Linked DNA regions of Mus musculus: region 2 is linked to region 1. The links are chromatin contacts, called in public promoter capture Hi-C maps. All regions are on one chromosome and are shown on one strand. The core of a region is the stretch at or near the end of the contact, and the rest is flanking DNA. Distances in the headings are between cores, read along the strand shown.

The links. Promoter capture Hi-C pulls out the DNA fragments that hold promoters and counts their contacts.
Region 2: a contact with region 1 is called in a promoter capture Hi-C map of the HPC-7 cell line, with 3 times the contacts expected there. The contact joins the enhancer-like site here to the promoter of Il1b in region 1. A contact is called at or near these places in 4 of 39 promoter capture datasets (the C10 cell line, the HPC-7 cell line, macrophages and 1 more), 4 of 484 Hi-C or Micro-C datasets (the G1E-ER4 cell line, the HPC-7 cell line, erythroblasts and 1 more), 2 of 115 datasets of contacts at active chromatin or transcription factors (embryonic stem cells and trophoblast stem cells) and 3 of 9 other capture datasets (adipose tissue, liver and pancreatic islet).

The regions. Positions count from the first base shown.
Region 1 is chr2:129,366,473-129,372,475 of GRCm38.p6, reverse strand. Il1b (interleukin 1 beta) reads left to right here and starts at 1,337. Exons shown (of 7, transcript NM_008361.4): 1 at 1,337-1,408; 2 at 2,131-2,192; 3 at 2,725-2,773; 4 at 4,318-4,519; 5 at 5,066-5,236. The coding sequence starts at 2,146. It overlaps Il1bos (interleukin 1 beta, opposite strand), which reads right to left and starts at 2,574. Exons shown (of 3, transcript NR_015474.1): 1 at 2,555-2,574.
Region 2 is chr2:129,417,098-129,423,229 of GRCm38.p6, reverse strand. No RefSeq gene overlaps it. Among named protein-coding and RNA genes, the nearest start is that of Il1b, 49 kb to the right of the region's middle. Within about 2 kb of position 1,834, at least 15 of the 459 cell types and tissues checked have an H3K27ac peak or open chromatin away from gene starts, as enhancers often do. A contact at or near this core is called in the G1E-ER4 cell line, the HPC-7 cell line and embryonic stem cells, where this site is marked.

The sequences.
Region 1 (6,003 bases), core at 88-2,587:
TTTCCCTTCAGTGCTGCAGAATAAGCTCAGTAACCAAAACATACTAGGTACAAACTCATCTGAATGAACACATTGCCAAATTCCTACTCACCCGGGCTAGCTCCTACTGCCTGCATCCATCTGCCAGGCACTGTGGAGACCTGGCTCTAATGGAGTCCACAGACTCTCTGAGGGCTCAGCAAAGGAGTTAGGTTTCCACTGAGGATTCTACTATACTGTAGATGTGCCCAAGAGACTGTATGCAGCATTCATATGGCCTGGTTGCTCATTCCATCCAAGCAAGAAGAGCTCCCCTGGGTAGGCTCCCTGGGCTCTCTGAGTTAGCAGTCTAGTGATGCTTGATATGGCCAAGAGACTTGGTCTCCCCAGATCTTATAGAAACAAGAATTTTCCAAAACAATTTTTTAGGCAAAGACTATCTCTTCACTTTTTAAGATGGACTGTGCTCATGAACAGGCAGATGCCTCGTTCACCACCTTTGCACTGTGCAACTTAATTCAGGCTCATTCTGCTGATCACCTAGCACTGATATGGTTTCAACATGAGACTGGCTATGGTATTATAAGTACCCTGGCAGGGCAGGAAAGCAGGAGTGGGTGGGTGAGTGGGGGAGCATCCTCATAGAGGCAGGGGAGGGGGAGAGGATAGGGGGTTTCCGGAGGGGAGACCTGGAAAAGGGATAACATTTGAAATGTAAATAAAGAAAATATCCAATAAAAGAAAAAAATAAGCACCCTGGCATTATCAGACTGCATAGGCTTGCTTCCAGAGTTCCCTGACCCTATGATAAGTCTACACTGATACCTGCATACTGTGTGTGCCCTGACCCACACAAGGAAGTGCGTGTCTCTCCAGAAGCCCCTGCTAACACAGTTGATGGAGAGCACAGAAGCACCATCCAGTTACCAAACTCCAACTGCAAAGCTCCCTCAGCTTAAGCACAAGGAGGCGAGAGAGGTGACACACTTCTGGGTGTGCATCTACGTGCCTACCTTTGTTCCGCACATCCTGACTTAAAATGTACAGCTAACCCAGGAAAACCCAATATTTTTAATATTGACACCATCTGCACAATTGTCCAGGGGGAAATAATGCCCATTTCCACCACGATGACACACTTGCGAATGTGTCACTATCTGCCACCCCTTGACTTCCAGGGATTAGAAATTATTTCAGGGTAGCAATAGCCTCTTCCCCTAAGAATTCCCATCAAGCTTCTCCCCCCTCCCCCACCCTTCAGTTTTGTTGTGAAATCAGTTAACCCAAGGGAAAATTTCACAGCTCTTCACTTCTGCTTTTTAGGACTATAAAACAAGGGAGGGAAAACAAGTTGGACAACAAACCCTGCAGTGGTTCGAGGCCTAATAGGCTCATCTGGGATCCTCTCCAGCCAAGCTTCCTTGTGCAAGTAAGTCTCTCTCTCTCTCTGTCTCTCTCTCTCTCTGTCTCTCTCTATCTCTCTCTCTCTGTCTCTCTCTCTCTGTCTCTGTCTGTCTCTCTCTCTGTCTCTGTCTGTCTATCTCTCTCTCTCTCTGTCTGTCTCTGTCTCTCTCTGTCTGTCTCTCTCTGTCTCTCTGTCTCTCTCTCTGTCTCTCTCTGTCTCTCTCTCTCTCTCTCTTTCCCCCCCCCCCACTGATGGACTTTGGGCTTTTTATTTATAAAAAGTAGCTGTACCTCCATGGTTTGTGAAGTACTCTGGAAATGAGTACTGTCTGTATAGCCGCTGACATCTAAAAGGCAGCTCCTGTCTTGTAGGAAAGCTTCTTTATTAGGGTTTGGCTCTGCTGTTGCTTCCTTCCAGAGCATCTTCCTAATGCTGTTCCCCATGTTGTAGTGACCCCCCACACACCCTAAAATTATTTTCATTGCTACTTCATAACTATAATTTTGCTACTGTTATGAAGTGTAAATATCTGTGTTATCCAATGGTCTTAGGTGACCCCTGTGAAAGGGCCACTTGACTCCAAAAGGGCCACTGTTCTAGACCTATACAACGGCTCCTCCGTTCCTTCATTCCTCAGAGACCAGTTTAGCATGCCTGCCCTGAACTAGAGCTAAGAGAAACACATATGAAGGACGCCCCTCGGGGAGCTAACGCTGGATGCCCACCCACTTTCTTTCTTCACACAGGTGTCTGAAGCAGCTATGGCAACTGTTCCTGAACTCAACTGTGAAATGCCACCTTTTGACAGGTCAGTGGGTACTGGAGAGTGGTCACATATCCAGCACTCTGCTTTCAGGAATGGAGGGCTATCTACTTTCAGAGGCCAGAGAGTCCCCAACTCATCTCCTTCAGTGGCTATCAGAGTTCAAGCAACCTAGCTTAAAGACTGACCTCTTCACTCCCAAGCCCAACCTAGGGACTTAGGTGCTGTCACTACAGGGACTCCTACAGATGCAATGGTAAGAAAAACTTCCACATGGACAGGATAAGAGACTCTTTTGCAAAGTCTGGCTTGGAAGCAAAGGCAGAGAGCTCAGACTTTAGCTAACTCTGCTAGTCTAGAATTTAGGTGTCAGAAGTCAACAGAGAGCAACCAGAGCACCCACTTACCTGGCCCAGAATCTGCTTCTAGACTGTTACTTACGTAGCACTGTAGAACTTCCCAGAAGTCTTTGGGAAGCTTTAAGAGTCATGGTAGGTGTGGTTTTATGAACAATGGAAGTCTGTCTGCTCAGTATTGATAAGGAGCTATCACTTGACCACATCTGTTTTCATTACAGTGATGAGAATGACCTGTTCTTTGAAGTTGACGGACCCCAAAAGATGAAGGTGAGACTCTGAGCTTGGCTCCTAACCTGTGGAGGGACTGTGGCATGGGAAAAAAAAACCCAAACGGGAAGGGATATGGGACTGCCTTGCTCCCAGGCTATTTTGTGATGGGATTATTTTGCCTCTTTCAGTGACATAGATAAGGCAACCCACACACTGACCTGGCTCCCACACAGGTTTCATTTACCACAGCCACACACCAAGGCTTGCTGATGGCAATCATGGTGTTTTATGCTAAGAAGACAGTATGGTCTTCAACATACATTTAGTCCCCCCTTGAGAGAGATGGAGCTTAATCTGACCACTTAAATCGAACTCTGGATCTAGAGAGCATGACCTTCAGAATTAGCATCTCTTCCTTCTCTGCCAAAGAACAGTTTCGCATGTTCCTGGGGAGATTAAGATAATAAGAAATAAGTGATATAAACAAAAAGTTAGTTAGGATTTTTAAAAATAACCTGTGGCCTTAGACAAGACCTTTCATTGCTGTGTGATCATAGACAGTCCCCACTGTGTCCTTTGGGAAACACAGGTCAGAAGATCTCTGAAATGTTGGCGATCTGTCACAACCTTCCATTCTGAAGTGTTTTAAGTGCTGGCCAAGTCCATCCTAGCACAAGGGCACTTTCCAGACTTGCTCTCATGAAGAGCCATGTTGCATCCCAGCTGTCCCTTCCTATGATGACTGAGAACGCTCTAATGCCACATGGCGTCAGTCCAGCCACGTCACTGCCCCACTCAGGAGGCAGCTGTTTCTCTCAGACCTCTTCCCAATCCCTCAACAGTCTCCCCCAGCTACAGAATCTAGTCCTTAGCTTACATGAATGTATTTTAAGACCACTCTAACTAGTTAGTTCAGCCTTGGGTGACGCCTCTCACTTTCCCAGCCAGGCTCTGTCCCCCACTGCCTGCTCCAGAACATGGCTTTCCCTGGGAGCCTCTACTCTGGACAGAAACTTCTCTCCCAATCAACCTTTCCTTTACACTATTGAAATGATCTATCGCTGTCCTTCAAGCTTTGAAACTGTTATCATGCCTCAAGGCAACTGTGTTTAGGCCTTAATGTGGTGTTTCTCCAAAGAACAGAAAAGTGGTGACATATTTTACAAACAAAAGCTATGCTTATAGTGTCTGCTAAATATTCCTATGAGAAAAAGAATGTATGGGAAGCCATTGAGAGCCTGTTGGGTGATCTCCGTTGAATAGAAGACAACATGAACATACTGTCATGAGAAATTAAATAACATGATGTTTGAGCAGCAAGGATACCAAAAGATGAAACGTTTAAGTAGGTCTAATTATACAGTGAGGCAAGGTCTGTACAAGAAAGATAAAGTAGAAATGAGGTTTACTATAGAGAATGCCAGGAAGCCTGTGTCTGGTTGCCATGTACCCCTGGGTAGGCCAATTAAATTCTCTGGGCTCCACATAGACAGGGATTGTGGTTAAGAACTTATCTCCCGGGCCCTTGGTGTTCTCTGGGGTTGATGTAGGAGTCCTCTGGTCTGATGACTTGATGTGCTCACTGCCTGGTTTCTCCACAGGGCTGCTTCCAAACCTTTGACCTGGGCTGTCCTGATGAGAGCATCCAGCTTCAAATCTCGCAGCAGCACATCAACAAGAGCTTCAGGCAGGCAGTATCACTCATTGTGGCTGTGGAGAAGCTGTGGCAGCTACCTGTGTCTTTCCCGTGGACCTTCCAGGATGAGGACATGAGCACCTTCTTTTCCTTCATCTTTGAAGAAGGTACTTAATGAGGACTGAGAGCAGACAGCAGACCTTCGCTCTGGTCCTTCTCAGCCCACCTCTTAGAACTCAACGCCCCTCAAGTGCAAGACCCTTAGTGCTAGACATTCCAACCATTAGAAGAAAATGAGGAAACCTCCAAACAAATCAGTTCTATCTTGAGCTGATTAACTTATAAAAAGGCTTTAATGATGCTTACACTTGCAACTCAACCATTGACTTGCCAAGTACTTTGGCTTATACTAGAGGTTGTGAATCTCACAATTTCCCAGTTAAGCTGGTCTTATTACTGGCATCGTTTCATGCAAGGACCACTACTGCTAGTCCCTAGTGAATGGTTATAACACTGCAGCTTATCTCACGATGCCAAATCCAATGTTCTTGCCCAGCCCACTCCCAGTGTTTTTATACCCCCACTAAAATTAGAATAGAATCTTGACTGCACATGCTTAGGTGTTGCTCAATAAGCCAAATTCTGCTGCTTCACTTCACAGTGCTTGCATTTCTAATTATCTGCCTAAACAACATCTGCTCTTGAACTTTCAGAGCCCATCCTCTGTGACTCATGGGATGATGATGATAACCTGCTGGTGTGTGACGTTCCCATTAGACAACTGCACTACAGGCTCCGAGATGAACAACAAAAAAGCCTCGTGCTGTCGGACCCATATGAGCTGAAAGCTCTCCACCTCAATGGACAGAATATCAACCAACAAGGTAAGTAGGAGCATCTTGGTTTCCCTTTCTGGCCTCCTGGCAGCCTACTGGGTCCCTGTGTTTTAAAATGGAACACTATGGTCATTATACAAAAAAAGAAAAGGAAAAAGAAAGGGAAAGGAAAGAAGGAAGGAAGGAGAGAGAGACAGAGACAGAGACAGAGACAGAACGAAAAAGGACCATTTTTCCAGCCCAGTCATATAGGGATAACACATTAGTGTGAAGTCATTTGATGGACATGCAATAACTGCCTGTGGGTTCTTTTTCCCTCATTTGAGGCTGAAATGTAGATGGTAGAGAATTGATATGTCCATTTTTGTTCCCAGTCCTATCCCTCGTGCTGATATCCTTCCCACCAATACCACACACACAGTTCCTTGAAGGGAGGTTTGCTGACTATCAGGAGCATACATCTCTCTTCCATAATAACAAGCATTCCAAGCGCGGTCAGGGCCTCTTTAGATGATGGTGTGGACCTGGCACCACACCACCACAGCTGAGGGGACAAGAGCTAACAGCAGCAGTGTGTGCTGTCTCCTTTTAGCTTCTGATCTTAGAAGCTTTGGAGGGAGCTGTCTACTCTGGTCCAGGTGAAAAGAATCTTATTGCTTTATACCTTTTAAAAAGAATAATTCTTATTTCTTGATAAAGTCATAAAAGCAGCCAGGGGCCTCCAATTGAGGTACTGTGGCTAAGATCAAAGTGGGGGGGGTCTCTTTTTTGGAGCCACTCTCCCCAGCTAATAGAGTTCTACCTGCCTCCTGCTC
Region 2 (6,132 bases), core at 585-3,084, 50 kb before region 1:
CAGGATATTTTCCTATTTAGACCTCAGGGCTATCTTGGGACCCACTACTAAGTGTGACCCCTCCCCACAGCTTCAATTCTGGGTAGATGAGTTACATAACCTTTAAATGTGATATCCAGCAGGAAGAATGTATTTCTCTCTTTTAACTTCGGGAAAATTTTGTTTTAAAGGTCTAGAAAAAAAGACAGTAAAAGAAAACAGGGGTAAAAGAATTAAAAACCAACTGTAAAATAAACATTCTCATGGTATACAATTGTGCTACCTGAATAAACTTATGTGCATAAATTATTTAAAAGTGCTATGAAAAAAAAAGAGTGTGCATTTCTAAATTCTAAATTGGTCCATAAATTTCTCTACATCAGAGTCACTAACAAAAATGTCTTAACCTAACTTTACTAATAATCTACTTCTACAAATTCTTTCTAAGGGTGCTAGTCATTGCTAACAATCTGTATCTCTAAGTTCTTTCCAAGGGTGCTCAATCATTAATCTGTAGCTATGCATATCAATCACTGATATTGTAAATGCCAACATTACTGCCCAGGGAGGGGCTAGAAGACCCCTTAGAGTTTTCATACAACTCATAGATTAGGAGAGATACAAGGGCAACGAGCAGAGCAAGACCTCACCACAGCAGGAAGACCTCAGGACCACAACAGCCCTTGGGGCTCTGCTCTCCAAGGCACACCCATCATAGCTGTGCTAACTGGTGGGCTGCATTCCATGAGTTCTAAAGCTGTTTGGATGTTCCTCTTGCATGGCCCTCAACAGGTGTGCTCAAAAGAGGAAACAGTCGGAGACAGGCAATGCATTCAGTTTTTACCCTAACCTAGATGGTGGCTGTGTCTTCCCCAATGGCTGAAGTCTGACCTCACAATCATACTCAACTGGCTAGTCTGAAAATAATTCATACACAGAAAAAGGGGTCACAACTCGAAGAAAAAAAGTGACTGCTCCAGGCCAACAAATTCCTAGAACAGTGAAGCCTCTGGGTAAATGAAGGTTTTACTGGGAGGGAAGATTAAAACATTTGCATGAAAGTCTTTCAATGTGGGAGAGACAAAAAGATTATAATTGCTTGTCTTAAACATGAGTTTTATAGTATTTGTTAGAAAAGAGTTATATTGTTATAGGTCTGTGTTGCAGGATATTTAATCACACTGTGAGCCCTAAGATGTGTTATTTATTGGAAAACCCTGCTTTTAGTTTGGTGTGGCTCAGCCTTTGCAGACACCTTTAATCTAAGAGCTTTCTGCTTGAATATTATAGACATGATTAAATAAAGCCAACCATAGATCAAGAGGTAGAGTAAGCAACCAGTTGACAGGAGGTAAACATAGAATTATTAAGGAAAAAAATATATATAGTAAGAGGGAGTCAGGATGATGGACAGAGAGAAGCACAGGAAGTAGAAGGGAGGGACATTCAGTTTGAAGGAGGTTTTTTGAGAGACATCAGAGAGGGGATTCCTTCTGGGACATCGGCTGAGAAGGAAGGTCAGCTGGGTGCTTTCTCTGCCTCTCTGAGCTAGCAGGCTTTCACACTACCATCTGGTTTCCAGGTCTTCATCGGTAAAATTGAATGATTATAATTTTGATAAAAAGCATCAGGTCTCAGGTTGTTCAGAGATTCACCAATCTGACCATGAGTAACTTTAAAGAAGAAGCTTTATTGAGATTGGCACCAGGATTGCGCCAGAAAGTCGGGATTCTCAAGATGCAGCCTTTCTGGGGTGGGGAGTGGCACATATCCTATCTACATGCAAGGATTCTGCCTGTAAGCAGGGGCTCAGTTAGCAAACAGATGTCATCGGCTATCTTGAGCAAGCAAGCTTATTTACAGAAGCAGAAACACACAGTTAGCATAGTGACCATTATCTTGAATTGTAGCCGCCCGCAGCTACATGAATCAGGTTCCTGAATGGGAGGCTGGAGCTGCATGGGAGGAAACAGCGGAAGGAATAACGAGACCAAGACAAAATTCTGATCAACCCCCACGCACCCTCCTCCCCCCCTAGTTTACTAAGAGTCTGAGCTTATAAAGGGGGAAGGCCCATCCCCCGCCACACCAGGTTCTTGATGCTTTGTCACCAGCCTGTCAGCACTTGGTCCAGGTTGTCAGCACTTAGTTGCCTGGCTGTTGCTTATCTCAGGAAGACAGATTCTGCCTCTCAGCCTCTCAGCAGTAGTGGCCGGCAGTCTTGGCAGAACAATAGACCTATCTAGGTCAGAAGACTCCACCCTAGGAGGTGCCAGAACAGGTCTGAGCCAGCCTGCTCAAAGCTGGGGGAGGCTACATTGAATAATGGACAGATATATTTAAAATTGTAAAAGACTAGATAATTACAAGAAAAACCACAGGCATTCTAGTCATTCTTAAGCAAGCTGGCTAACAGGGTCCCTTTCTCACTGGTACAGCTTTTAGAGGGTAGAGGAAATGTTTGCTTTATAGATCTTTTAAGTGTAGTAACTTAAGCTTTAAACATAATGTTAGCCATCATAATACTTGATACTTCTTAAATAGATATGAAAAAGGGACTCATCAGGGCCACTGCAGATAGCACCTGGGAGCTGAGTCTCTCCCTTCCATTCATGCTGGCATGAAGAGTGTCACCAATATTCACAAACAAGAGCATTTCACTAATAATGCCTTTACCCAAAGACATTCTCTTCAAAATTTTTAAGTGTTTTCTTATGATGGTTACTTTTCTCTGTGTATTTTGTTGGAGTTATGATCACAATAAGGTTAGGGAGATAGATGGAGAGACAGTGAGCAATAGCATGTAGATGGATGATGGAGAGACAGAGTGAGTGACAGCATGTAGATAGATGGAGAGACAGAGTGAGTGACAGCATGTAGATAGATGGAGAGACAGAGTGAGTGACAGCATGTAGATAGATGGAGAGACAGAGTGATAGCATGTAGATAGATGGAGAGACAGAGTGAGTGACAGCATGTAGATAGATGATGGAGAGACAGAGTGAGTGATAGCATGTAGATAGATGGAGAGACAGAGTGAGTGACAGCATGTAGGTATGGATTTAAGTATAACTTTTCATCAACACAATCTTTAACTTCCAAGACATTTGAAGGCTTGGGCCTATAAAATCTGACCTCTTTCGTCTTCCTGGCAATTATTAAGCTTTGAATACAATTATTTCAGAACTCACCTAGAAAATGTATCTAATGAGGTGAACACTGGAGCATATGGATTCCATCAGAGTAGGTCTAAAGCACCTGGTTTGTGGAGATTTCAGTGACCTCAGGGGGCCAGTTCAAAGGAAGCCTATCCAGCCTTAACATAAAGTACTCACCGGGGAAGAGCTGTTCTTAGATGTTGCCTTCATCCAAACCAGGAAAGCACATATAGACTGGACCTCAGCTTGCTGCTGCCATTTATTTAACAAAGTCTTAGAAAAGCAAGAAATTCAACAGTCTGTGATTTGTTGCCCAGGGAAGTTTAAGGGAACTCCCTCATGTCAGCACATTTTGTTCTTGCTCTGAACACCTGGAGTTAGCTGGTCAGGAGAGGCTGTGTATCCATGACCTTGGCTGATTTCTCTGGTTTGTGTTTCCATTTGCTAAGTAGGTCACTGGGTGTTGTCTTTTCTGGGAAGCAGCCCCCGCTCACAGACAGAGACTTCTTTTCCTTGGGCTGACCTCTGCTTTCCTCTTATTCCCACTCCATCCTCTGGGACCTGCAAAAGCATTCAAATGATCCCCAGTGTCTCGCTGTCCTCTTGAACAACCAACCAGTTCCACTGTTTGTGTACAAAGGACACAAGACCAGTGGCAGTTGGAAATATTGTTTGTGACTTTCTGTCCTCAAAGCAGAGCATCTCTCACTTCTCCGCCAAGCACAGTCCTTCTCTCCCAGACCGTATCCTTCTTTTAGTACAAATATACTCAGGCTCCTTTGTTCATAGGAACATTTGGAAATACAGTCACGCTCTTCTCCTCATAGAAACTTTCTGCAAGATATTCTGTCTCTTGCAGTGATTTTGACCACCAATGTCAGTGTCTGATTGTTGTTTCAATTTATACTTAAAAACTTGGAATCTACAGTGTCACATGGACAACAAAATGGTAAGAGGTTTCGGGGAAATATTAATACAAATGACATTCACATACTATGAACACCAGAAGTAGGGCCCTTGCTGAGGGGGAATTTGATTGGAAAGTTTCTGTGAGCAGACACCAGTTTGCAGCTGTGTGAAGTCGTGGTTCTTGCAAGAAGCACAAGATTGCAGGGTTAATTCCAACCGTGCCTGCCAAGTCTCAGGGCAGCCACTGATCATCACCTTCAGTGAGAATAATTTATAGTTCAATCTTACATGCAAGCACACTAAATTATCATCAAAATCCTCTCATTAATAAATTAGTCAAATTAACATTGGAGAATCATATTTGAAAAATCCAGTGACATATTACATTTATAATAAAGGCTCAGAAATATTGCTGGGAGCCTTGTGGTACAAAGGACTGTGATCAAATTGGACATTCATTAATAAATGAAGTGAAGAACCTGACCAAGGTGAAGGTTGAAGTTTTTAAAAGGTAAATAAAATGAGATAACAAGACACACAGAATTTTGCTTATTTCTTTGATCACCCCTCCTCACATGAGAGCCCAGATCCCTCGTTTGTCCACGTATCTTGAATAATTCACCACTCATAGACTTTCCAGTTCAATGCATTATAAAACAAACTCAGGCTGAGCTTCAATCATATTAGACTACAAGCTGAATTTTTCATGAAAAAAATATTTAAAACAAAAATGCATCTTGGGCCCAACAAAACAAGCCATGGCGAGAGTTCAGTGAGGAGCATCAACTGAGATGCTGCTTCAGCTGGGGGAAGCTAAAGGGATCCTGTTAGATGTGCATCAACCACAATCTTAGCAGTTGCACAGTAACTGTAACAATAGTAACAGCATTCAGTGACTGTAACAATAGTAACAGCATCCCACTGGAGCTCAGCACTGCCTAGAGAGAGAGGTGCTAGGCTTTGCTCTGGTTCTTTAGTTGTGAAAGCAATGGGAGAGCTGAACCAGGATGAAGCTTGGCCTGACTCTGGGAATTCTCTCTGCCCCACCCATTCAGTTGGATTTCTCTGCCTTCCTCCCTCCTCTTATCCCTTGCTCCTGTGGGAAAATGAAAACACTCAGATGCTGACACGGCTTTTCTGAGAGTAGTGTCTTGTCGGGTCCAATCTTCCAAGTGCTGCTGCTGACTGTAACAGGTTCTCAGACCTTAGTAGGCCCCAGACCTTAAAACAACTGATCCCATGATGGAAATGCCATTCAGGCTGTAAAACTCAGCATGTAGACAGCACCACCTGCCAAAACGAAAACAAAGTCCTAATCCATCAAATGCCATTGGAAGCTTTTCAGGTTCTGTAGTTCTGCTTCAGGCTAACTGCTCTTGTTAAATGAAGTATGTCAGCCCAGGACATGGTTTTTGTGATTAAAAGCTCACCCTGAGAAAAGCTTGGTGCTACACTGGGGTCTCAAACACCCAGTATAGTCACAGGCTGGCTAATAAAGACTTTCTATCGGTTTAAACTCATGTCTGAGCAGTCTCCTCTGGTGAATGCCCCTCAACATTGACCCTTTGACATAAAAGTCCCTCTTCTTATGGAAAGACAGCAACATTAATTGACAAGCTACACGTCATTTTAAACCTCATTTTAAATTTTAAGCCATATTTCTATGTTGGAATTTGACTTAGTAATTAACAAATAATGAAACATAAAGGTTTTCAATGGATTTTATACACAGAAAGAAAAATGGAGAAATTATAGTCTTTCTCTAGAGAATGCTATAATTTTGGCCAGATGGCAGTGGCACACCTTTAATCTCAGCACTCAGATGGCAAAGGCAGGAGGATTTGAGTTCAAGGCCAGTTTGATGTACAGAGTGAGTTCCAGGATAGCCAGGGGTACACAGAAAAGAGGAACCCGAACTCAAAATGAGGGGGGGGGAGAAGAAGAAGAAAGAAGAAGAAGAAGAAGAAGAAGAAGAAGAAGAAGAAGAAGAAGAAGAAGAAGAAGAAGAAGAAGAAGAAGACTGTAATTTCAATAAGAGAGACACGAATGACAATAGCCAGCATGTCTGCTTTAGCATTTTACCATT